Regions from separate parts of the Gossypium hirsutum genome. Here regions 1 and 2 are each linked to region 3. A link is a contact called in public Hi-C data. All regions are on one chromosome and are shown on one strand. Each heading gives the region's core, a stretch centred on a gene start, on an enhancer-like site or on the middle of the called end of the contact. The rest is flanking DNA. Distances are from core to core; before and after follow the strand shown.

What was found. A called contact is a pair of places that touch in the nucleus more often than the background predicts.
Region 1: a contact with region 3 is called in a Hi-C map of leaf, with 2.6 times the contacts expected there. The contact joins the promoter of LOC107947841 here to the promoter of LOC107947819 in region 3. A contact is called at or near these places in 2 of 34 Hi-C or Micro-C datasets (both in leaf).
Region 2: a contact with region 3 is called in a Hi-C map of leaf, with 2.7 times the contacts expected there. The contact joins the enhancer-like site here to the promoter of LOC107947819 in region 3. A contact is called at or near these places in 7 of 34 Hi-C or Micro-C datasets (hypocotyl, leaf and petal).

Annotation. Positions count from the first base shown.
Region 1 is chrA08:92,448,338-92,451,037 of Gossypium_hirsutum_v2.1, reverse strand. It overlaps LOC107947841 (V-type proton ATPase subunit E), which reads right to left and starts at 1,402. Exons shown (of 6, transcript NM_001327537.1): 1 at 1,278-1,402; 2 at 1,089-1,189; 3 at 532-688; 4 at 219-436; 5 at 1-68. The coding sequence starts at 1,379.
Region 2 is chrA08:91,858,157-91,860,856 of Gossypium_hirsutum_v2.1, reverse strand. No RefSeq gene overlaps it. Among protein-coding and RNA genes, the nearest start is that of LOC107947784, 19 kb to the right of the region's middle. Within about 2 kb of position 1,441, at least 9 of the 9 cell types and tissues checked have an H3K27ac peak or open chromatin away from gene starts, as enhancers often do. A contact at or near this core is called in hypocotyl and leaf, where this site is marked.
Region 3 is chrA08:92,156,645-92,159,364 of Gossypium_hirsutum_v2.1, reverse strand. LOC107947819 reads right to left here and starts at 1,349. Exons shown (of 3, transcript XM_016882338.2): 1 at 1-1,349. The coding sequence starts at 964.

The sequences.
Region 1 (2,700 bases), core at 153-2,652, 290 kb before region 3:
ACCGTGCATCCAGGGTATTCTCAAACACAATTTTTCCATCTCGAGATGCTATGACTACACCTCCAGAGCTGCAAAATTTTAAAAAGAAATAAGTATTAGCATTCCATCTCTGATCTTGTTCAGTGAAACACATAATAATATACCGAATACCATCTCTGCTCATAAACCATAAGGAGAAACGTTGGTACAGAATACCAAAAATTTATATATATATATACCAGAAAGGTCCATGAGCCTCAGCATGATGATGGAAAAAACCATGATGATGAGAAGGGCCAGGGGGAAGATGGACATCATCAACGATTATCTCTGGTGGATGAACATTCACTTTAGAAGCATATTCCTCCTTTGCTGAATCCAGAACAGACTCCACCAAATGCAAATCTTCTTTGCGACAACGGAGTAGGACTCCAGGCTCTTTCAGTCTAACTAAACTCTGCAATAAAAGTTATTCAAATCAAAACCTCCGAAGAGTTTTATCTAATGTTGCAACTTTCCAAGAAAGGGTTAATGATCCAGAAATGCACAGACCTGAACAATTAGATCTTTCAAAAGCCTTTTGTAAACATGGTGATCATGGCTCACATTGAGAAGGTCCTTGGATGCTGATTCTTTCATTGCATTAACCACACCATCTTGAGCCTGAAGGACCTTGATCCTAGATGCATTAAGCTGCATCGAATACTCACTGCAACAATTAGAATAAATTGAATATTTTTCACACAAGAATGGGTATATTCCTAATTGATAACTCCTGAGTGCCAATTCTGCATCAAAACAATCTAAAATCGCTTCACTTTCACATCAATTATCACCACGATAATCAATCTTCTACAAGGTTCTATAAAACCCAAATCACATTAAGTTTTGGATTACTAACTACAATAGTGCCGTTTTGAAATCTGACTAATTTCCAATAAGTTAAGTGTTATATTTTGGTTATATTTAAGTAGAAATGTTAACCTCACTTTGAATTCAATCAAATATCCACTAAAACATAGAGATCCAGTGCGATAAATAAACTGAAGTAAAAACAGAAATTTAGACAGCAGAAAAAAGGGAAAAGTAAAGTAAATTGAAGAATTTACATTTTCTTTCGGATTTCAACTTGCTTCTCCTTCTTCTCGTACTCCTGCCTAATCTTCTTCTTCTCCGCTTCCACCAATTGAAGCTTCTCGATGTTGAACTCCTAAAATACACATCATTGTACAATCAATTTTTCACCATAATATCCAAAAAGAAACAAAAAGTGAATAAAATAGAGAGAATTGAAGTACCTCTTCAGCGGAAACAGAGATCTCGTTAGCCTTTTCCTCCGCTTCCTGGCGGATGAATCTCACCATCTGCTGGATCTGCTTGGATACATCAGCGTCGTTCATTTTGGCAGGGATCTTGATTTGATCTTTCGATGAACTTACCAGAGAAGAGTGTAGAAGACGACGATGTTTGGCTGGTATTTGATAGAGGTAAGAGAAATAAATCCAACTCTGTCGCTGAACCAGTTTTTATTTTTCTCACGTGCTCCGTATATGTGTCTGATCAAGGGCCGTTCGTTTAAAAAAACAATTCTGACCGTCTGATTGTGAGGAATACTGAATTAATCAAGCCTCGCGTTTTATCTCCGCTGTAGATTTTCTCTCTCCTTTCCACGGGATGATTAGAAGTTACGTTACCTTTTTAGATTTACTAGATTTTATTCCTCACATGCGCTGTTAAGCGGGGGTGAGCATGGATCGGGCCAACCGGTTTGGTCTGAACATTTATCCGAAATGTGATAGAATTTAGATAAAAAATAATCTTTTATAAAATGAATTAGGCCATAAGTAAGGTATTTTTTGTTCGATTCGGCCTAAATTCACTAAATGATAAAAAATTTTATTTTTTATTATTTTTTCTTTTTTTTGTTACTATTTTACTATTATATTGCTACTATTTATTTGTATAAAATTTATTTTATTGCTAATTTTGTTATTAATTTAAAGACATTTGTTAATTTTGTTATTATTTTAGAGACATTTGCTTGTTAAGTTGTATCTATTTTAGTGTTATTTAAGTATACATATTTTTTAAAATTTATTTTTAATTTGTTGGGAAATATTTATTTTAATGTTTTTAGTATTTTTGATGTATTATATATATTTTAAAATTATATAAAAAATAATATGGGTGGACTGAGTTAGGCCTGAGTTTTAACATTTTTATCTAGGACGGGCTTGGACAAAATTTTGGACCCATTTTTTGGACCAAGCCCGAACCTAGCAAATGGACTTGGAATTTTAGTCAGACCTAGCCTGGCCCGGCCCAACCCATGCTCACCTTTATTGTTAAGGAATAAATGCATTTATAAATTTTATATTTCATGTAAATAAAAGAGGTTGAAAATAATATAGAAATTTAGAGAAAGTAAATTATAATATTAAATTTAAATTTAAAAATAATAATAACTATGAAATATTTACTATAAATTAATAAATATATTTAATAAAGATGATTAAAAAATAATTATTAAAATCTTATATGTTAAATCTCTTTTTATTTTTTTAAAAATCCACCTTTCATCCATTTATAACTTCATGTATAATAAGAATAAGATAGAAAAGAAAGTATAAAAGAACATTTGTTTTGCACAGAATAAATAACTTTTAAAAAATAACATTATATTATATTATATCATCATAAATAAAATAATCTTCAGTGCTA
Region 2 (2,700 bases), core at 192-2,691, 300 kb after region 3:
CCCTAACTTTACTCATAATTTATATTATTTTTTAATATAATGTTTTCAATAATTAAAATATATAATTTTATGATAAATTCTGTGGAACGCGAGAGTAGCGACGAAGGAGAACCTGCAACACGTTCGACAAATAAGGTTCGTATCAGGGAGACAGAGAGAGATCTGGATGTGGCAATGGATTTAGCTCCGATTACAAAGAAACCTTTGTCATGGAAGGATCGTTTAATAGGGACTGGCCTTGCCAAAGGGCAGACAACAACTTCGAATGTTTTTTTTTTTTTATGAAGGGGAATTCGAGTTATTTGAAACATACGTCGTGCGTTCTTCAATTAATGGTATTCCATCGATTAGTTTCTTTGAATGGGTAAACTAGATCCTAATTAACAACATGGCTCATACATTGGTAGTTAAGCTTCTGGGAAGAAGCATTGTGTATATTGCGCTTCATAATAAAGTCCATTCTTTGTGGAAATCGTCTTAACCGTTTTGCTTTATGGATGTTGAAAATGGTTACTTCTTGGCTAAATTTCAGAACCCAGAGGACTTTAAGAAGGTCCTATGTCAAGGACCTTGGATTGTTTATGGGAAGTACCTAACCTTACAACCTTGATCTATGGATTTTAACACACCACAACCTTACCTCCGTATGGTCATGGCGTGGATTCGGCTTCCTAGATTGCCAGGGCACATGTACCAATGGAGAATCCTGTAGGAAATAAGAGGATTAGTAGGGAAAGTAGCGAAACTTGATTTCAATATGGATAATGGGGTTAGGGGATGGTTCGCAAGGATGGCGGTATAAGTAAATCTGGAGAAAACATTGATCTTTCAAGTTCTGGTCAACGGAATACTGCAGAGTGTTGAATACGAGTATCTACCCACCATTTGTTTTTCGTGTGGCCATTATGGCCACATAAAAGAAATTTGTCCTAAAAGAGTGAATAAACCAAAAGAATTTAAAGAAAGTGTTGCGCATGGAGAAGGAAAACAAACAAGAAAAAAAAACTTCAAACACGGATGACTCACCAAAGAATTCAGATGATTATGGCCCTTGGATGCTAGTGGAAAGGAGACGTAGATGACCGCCAAGGACAACCAAGATAAGTGGCAGACAGGACCTTGGACCTACAAACAATTCAAGGTTTCATGCTTTGGAAACCCTAATTGGAGATGAGGGTATCCAAAAACAAGGTTTTAGACTAGGGACTGAAATGGGCCAAAGGAAGACAGGCCCAGATGTTTCACTCATAATGAAAAAGGTAGGACCGTCACATATAGGTTTGGGTCAGCAAGGGAATATTGTGAGTAGCCCATGGCATAGAGAATTGACTCGAAGCAGGTCTATTGAAGATAGTGGGTTAGGAATTACTATGGGCCATAGAGGAGCGAGCCCTGTTGATTTGGATATATGGGAAGAAGCGGGTGCAGCCAACCGAAGCTTGGGGCAATGTGGACTAAATGGAAAGAGTCCCCTAGTTATAGGGTTGGATCACATAAGCCCGTTGAAGGGATAGGACCCGAAGAAAGACCTAAAGAAGAGATTGGTGGAGGTGGCTGGAGAGGGCCAGTCCAGTCAAAGAAGGCTTAAACATGTTACAGTTAGGGTTAGAGGGAAAAGGGAGACCTACTTGGTACACGGTGGCGGCGCCTTGACAGAAGAAAGAATCTTTCCCAGTTCATTGGAGTCTGATGTTGAAGAGAAAAGGAGATCGAACCGAGAGGGGCATGCACGAAGTACAGTGCTTGTTGGGGAGAGGGGAGAAGAGAAGACGAAAGAAAAACACTTTGCAGGGGTCGTAGTGGAAGCTCGCTCTCATTCTAGTTAGCAATCGAGACCTGATGGACTGTAGGAGGTGATGATGTCCACAATGAAAGACATATTGGATTCAGGTTGGCATTCGGTGGTGGCATTTAAGGGAAACATTAGCCCCGATTCTTCAACGGGTTTACCCGTAGGTAGGCTTGGGGTTGTGGGTCATCGCATAGTGCAAGGAATTTCACGCTCTGGATGAGGTAAGTCTAGAGGGAATAGGCAGGGCAAGAACATTAATAAAATTATTAGGGACAAGGGTAGTCCTTTCAATGCCTCTTCCTCAAGAGTCCCCTAGGTTCTTCTGGAACTTTTACAAAGTCAGTTCCTATAAGGTTTGGTAACTGAAGTATCTAAGGAGTTGGGCGCGAGCCTAAATGTTCAAGAAAGTGAACGATAGTAGGAATTGAAAGTATATTATAGGATTATTTTTTTTCTAATGAATTCCAATTTATCTTTATTCACTTGGAACTGTCAAGAGTGCGCAAGTGCAAAGTTTTCGCACATTTTTAGAGAGTACAGTATGGAATACAAGCCCGATGTCGTTAGTTTGCTAAAAAAAGAGTCAGTGGCTGTAGAACATATGAGATAATTGCAAACTTAGGATTCCAGAATTCACATTGGGTTGAAGCACGAGGATTTTCAGGTGGAATTTGGATAGGTTGGAAGGATACGGCTCGTCTTGAAATTGTTCAAAACCACCCTCAATTTATTTTGACAAGGGTATTTATAGGGACTCCCGTATAGGTTGTTACGATTGCTTTCGTATATGGAAGTTCGAATAAAACTAGAAGACGATTGCTTTGAAAGCATTAAAAGAAACCATCCTTAATACTTCTACTCCCCTAGATGGCAATAAGGGACTTTAATGTTATCCTTTCCAAGAGTGA
Region 3 (2,720 bases), core at 100-2,599:
GGAAACCGAGTTCCTTGGTGAGTGGGACACCGAGTTCAGCCATACAAGCCTGCATTCGATCATCCGAGCCGTACAAGCTGGGGTACCTCTGGATACACCGGTCTTGCATCTTTGCCAAGGCTTTGGCCAATGGGTAGCTAATGGCAAAGCCTCCGCCGCCGTAAGCCATGCCGTAGGAGAAAAAAATGTTCTGAATATGAGATTCCGACAAGCTTCCGATGTAATAATACTGAGTATGATCATATTTCCTCAAAATCCTGACCAGATTAGCGGTGATGAAAACGGTGTCATCGTCGCCCATCACGAACCACCGGACGTTATCCATCTTCATCCTCAAAGTCTCCGTCACGATCCTCGAGATCCGAATCGCGGAACGGTGACCCTTCCGATTGGTGTAAGGGAACTTGGAAGTGTCGCTGGAGACTCGAAACGGTGGAAGGGTTCGGTTGTCTTGGGCAGAGTATTTGACGCGATCGTCCAGCCAAACCACACCACGCATTTGGTTTGGCTTGTACCAAATCTTGATGTACTCTTTTCTCTGCTGCCATAGCTTGGAAGAAGCCGCGATTCCAAAGACCACGTCGTGAATTTCCGTCGGCTTTGGCTTCGGTGGAGCTTGTTCCATTTGCATTACTACCTTTTGTTTTTCTCGGACATCACGACCGCCGTGATGGGGTGGAGCTGTCACAGCCGTCTGATTGAGAATCAAGGGTGCAGATGTGAAGCTTGTAGAGCGACGAAGATAGGAAGTAAATGGGGTATGGTTGAAGGTTTGTTGAGCAGAGGTTGTTAAGAGCTTGAGAGTGTAGAGAAGGTAAGTAAGCGAGACGAAGAGGATGGAGCAGACCATGAGCTTAGGAATAGGTCGGTTCGGGTGTCCAGAAACAAGTGGGTGGTTGCCTGAAGAACTTCTCGACTGAACCTGATCCCAAACCATCTGTGAAACTTTGTTGGAGTCTGTCATTCCGTTCAAGAAAGCTAAAATTAGTTTTCTTCTGCATGCACTTTTAGATTCTGCTGAGGAAGAACATGTTGGATTTGTAGGAGAAAGGGTGAAAGATCAGAAAATACCCAGAAAGAAAGGATTTTAAAAGAAAAATGAGACATGAAGAAGATTTATGAAGAGCAAAAAGGAGGAGTGTGTAGCTGTGGAGAAGTAAATGTGATGGATTACATTATTGCCAGGTTGCAAACTACCCCCGAATTGGAACTACACCAAGCAATTCAATATATATTTATCTTTATTTCTTTTTCTTTTAGGTGTGTGATTCAGTAAGATTTGTAGAAACATAAGTTTCTTTTTTTATTTTTTGGTTGAATAGAACCTAAACATTTCGCAGCTGACCTTCATAATTTTGTCATTTTGGATTATACTGACAACTTTATAATTTTATTTAATCATATAATATTTAAACTTATGGAGGCAAATCATCTGCCCAATTCAGTGTTCCTATATAGAATCATGCCACTTTGACTGAATCCATAACTACACTTTGTCAGGGGTAAAATTAATTAAATTAAATCAATGCGTCATACTTTTTAATCTAATATGGTTGCAGCTGTCCACGGTCGGATTGGGTTCCCTCCGAAAAATATAGGGGTTTAAATAAAATTATAAGATCGAAAAATAGATTTGGGCAAAAAGTAAAGTTTATTTAAAACATGGGTTAATCCTTAAGTAAGGTATTTTTGACTCAGTTTTGAATTGGTGTTTTGCTGTTGTTTTCTCACTTTTTACCATAATTTTACTATTTTTTTACTATTATGTTGGTATTATTTTATTGTTAATGTTTAGATATTGTATAACACTTGTTTTATTGTTTATTTTCCTACTATTTTAAAGGAATTTGTTTGTTAAGTTACACTTATTTTAGTGTTATTTAAGTATAAAGATTTTTTAATTTATTTTCAATTTGTTGGGATATTTTAATATTTTTCGTATATTTAGTGTATTATATTTTTTATATAAAAAATAAAAAATAAAAAAAATTAATATGGACAGGTCGGGCTGGGCCTGAGTTTTAGCATTTTTATTCAGGCTAAACTTGGGCAAAAATTTAGGCCCATTTTTCAGGCCAAACCCGTGCCTATCAATCAAGCCTAAAATTTGGTTAGGGCCCATCCCGAACTCAATCCAACTCGACCCATAAACAACTCTAGTTTCAACCCACGCTCCCTGTAAGGTTGATTATTTGATTGTGTCAAATTTAAATTAAAGGAAAAATAATAAAGTTAAACTATGCTTTAAATCGTTACACACTTTGTACATTTGGATTTTAGTCTCCTACTATTATTTTTAAGAATTTAATCTATCTAATTTTCGGATTTAAAAATCTCGGTCTAGTTGTGACATTTTGAAATTAAAGAAAATATGCACTTGGTAATCATGTAAAAATAAAAATAACGTTGAAAATACAATTTAGGATTTTTATTCTTAAAAACGTCCATTCTAATTTGTGATGATAAAATATATATTTTTCTATTGGAATAGTGTTATTAAGAAAAATTGACATTAACATTTTGATTGAAATAGTTAAGAATATTAACAATTTAGGCTAACTAAAAACAATATAAAAATAGAGAGATAAATTTATGTCACAAATTAAAGTATATAGATTAAATCTCAAGTTTTAACATAGTTTAGGTGCTAAATTTGAAATTTAAATATTGTCTTATAATATTACTTTTAGGCATTCAAATTATATATGACTACGTAATAT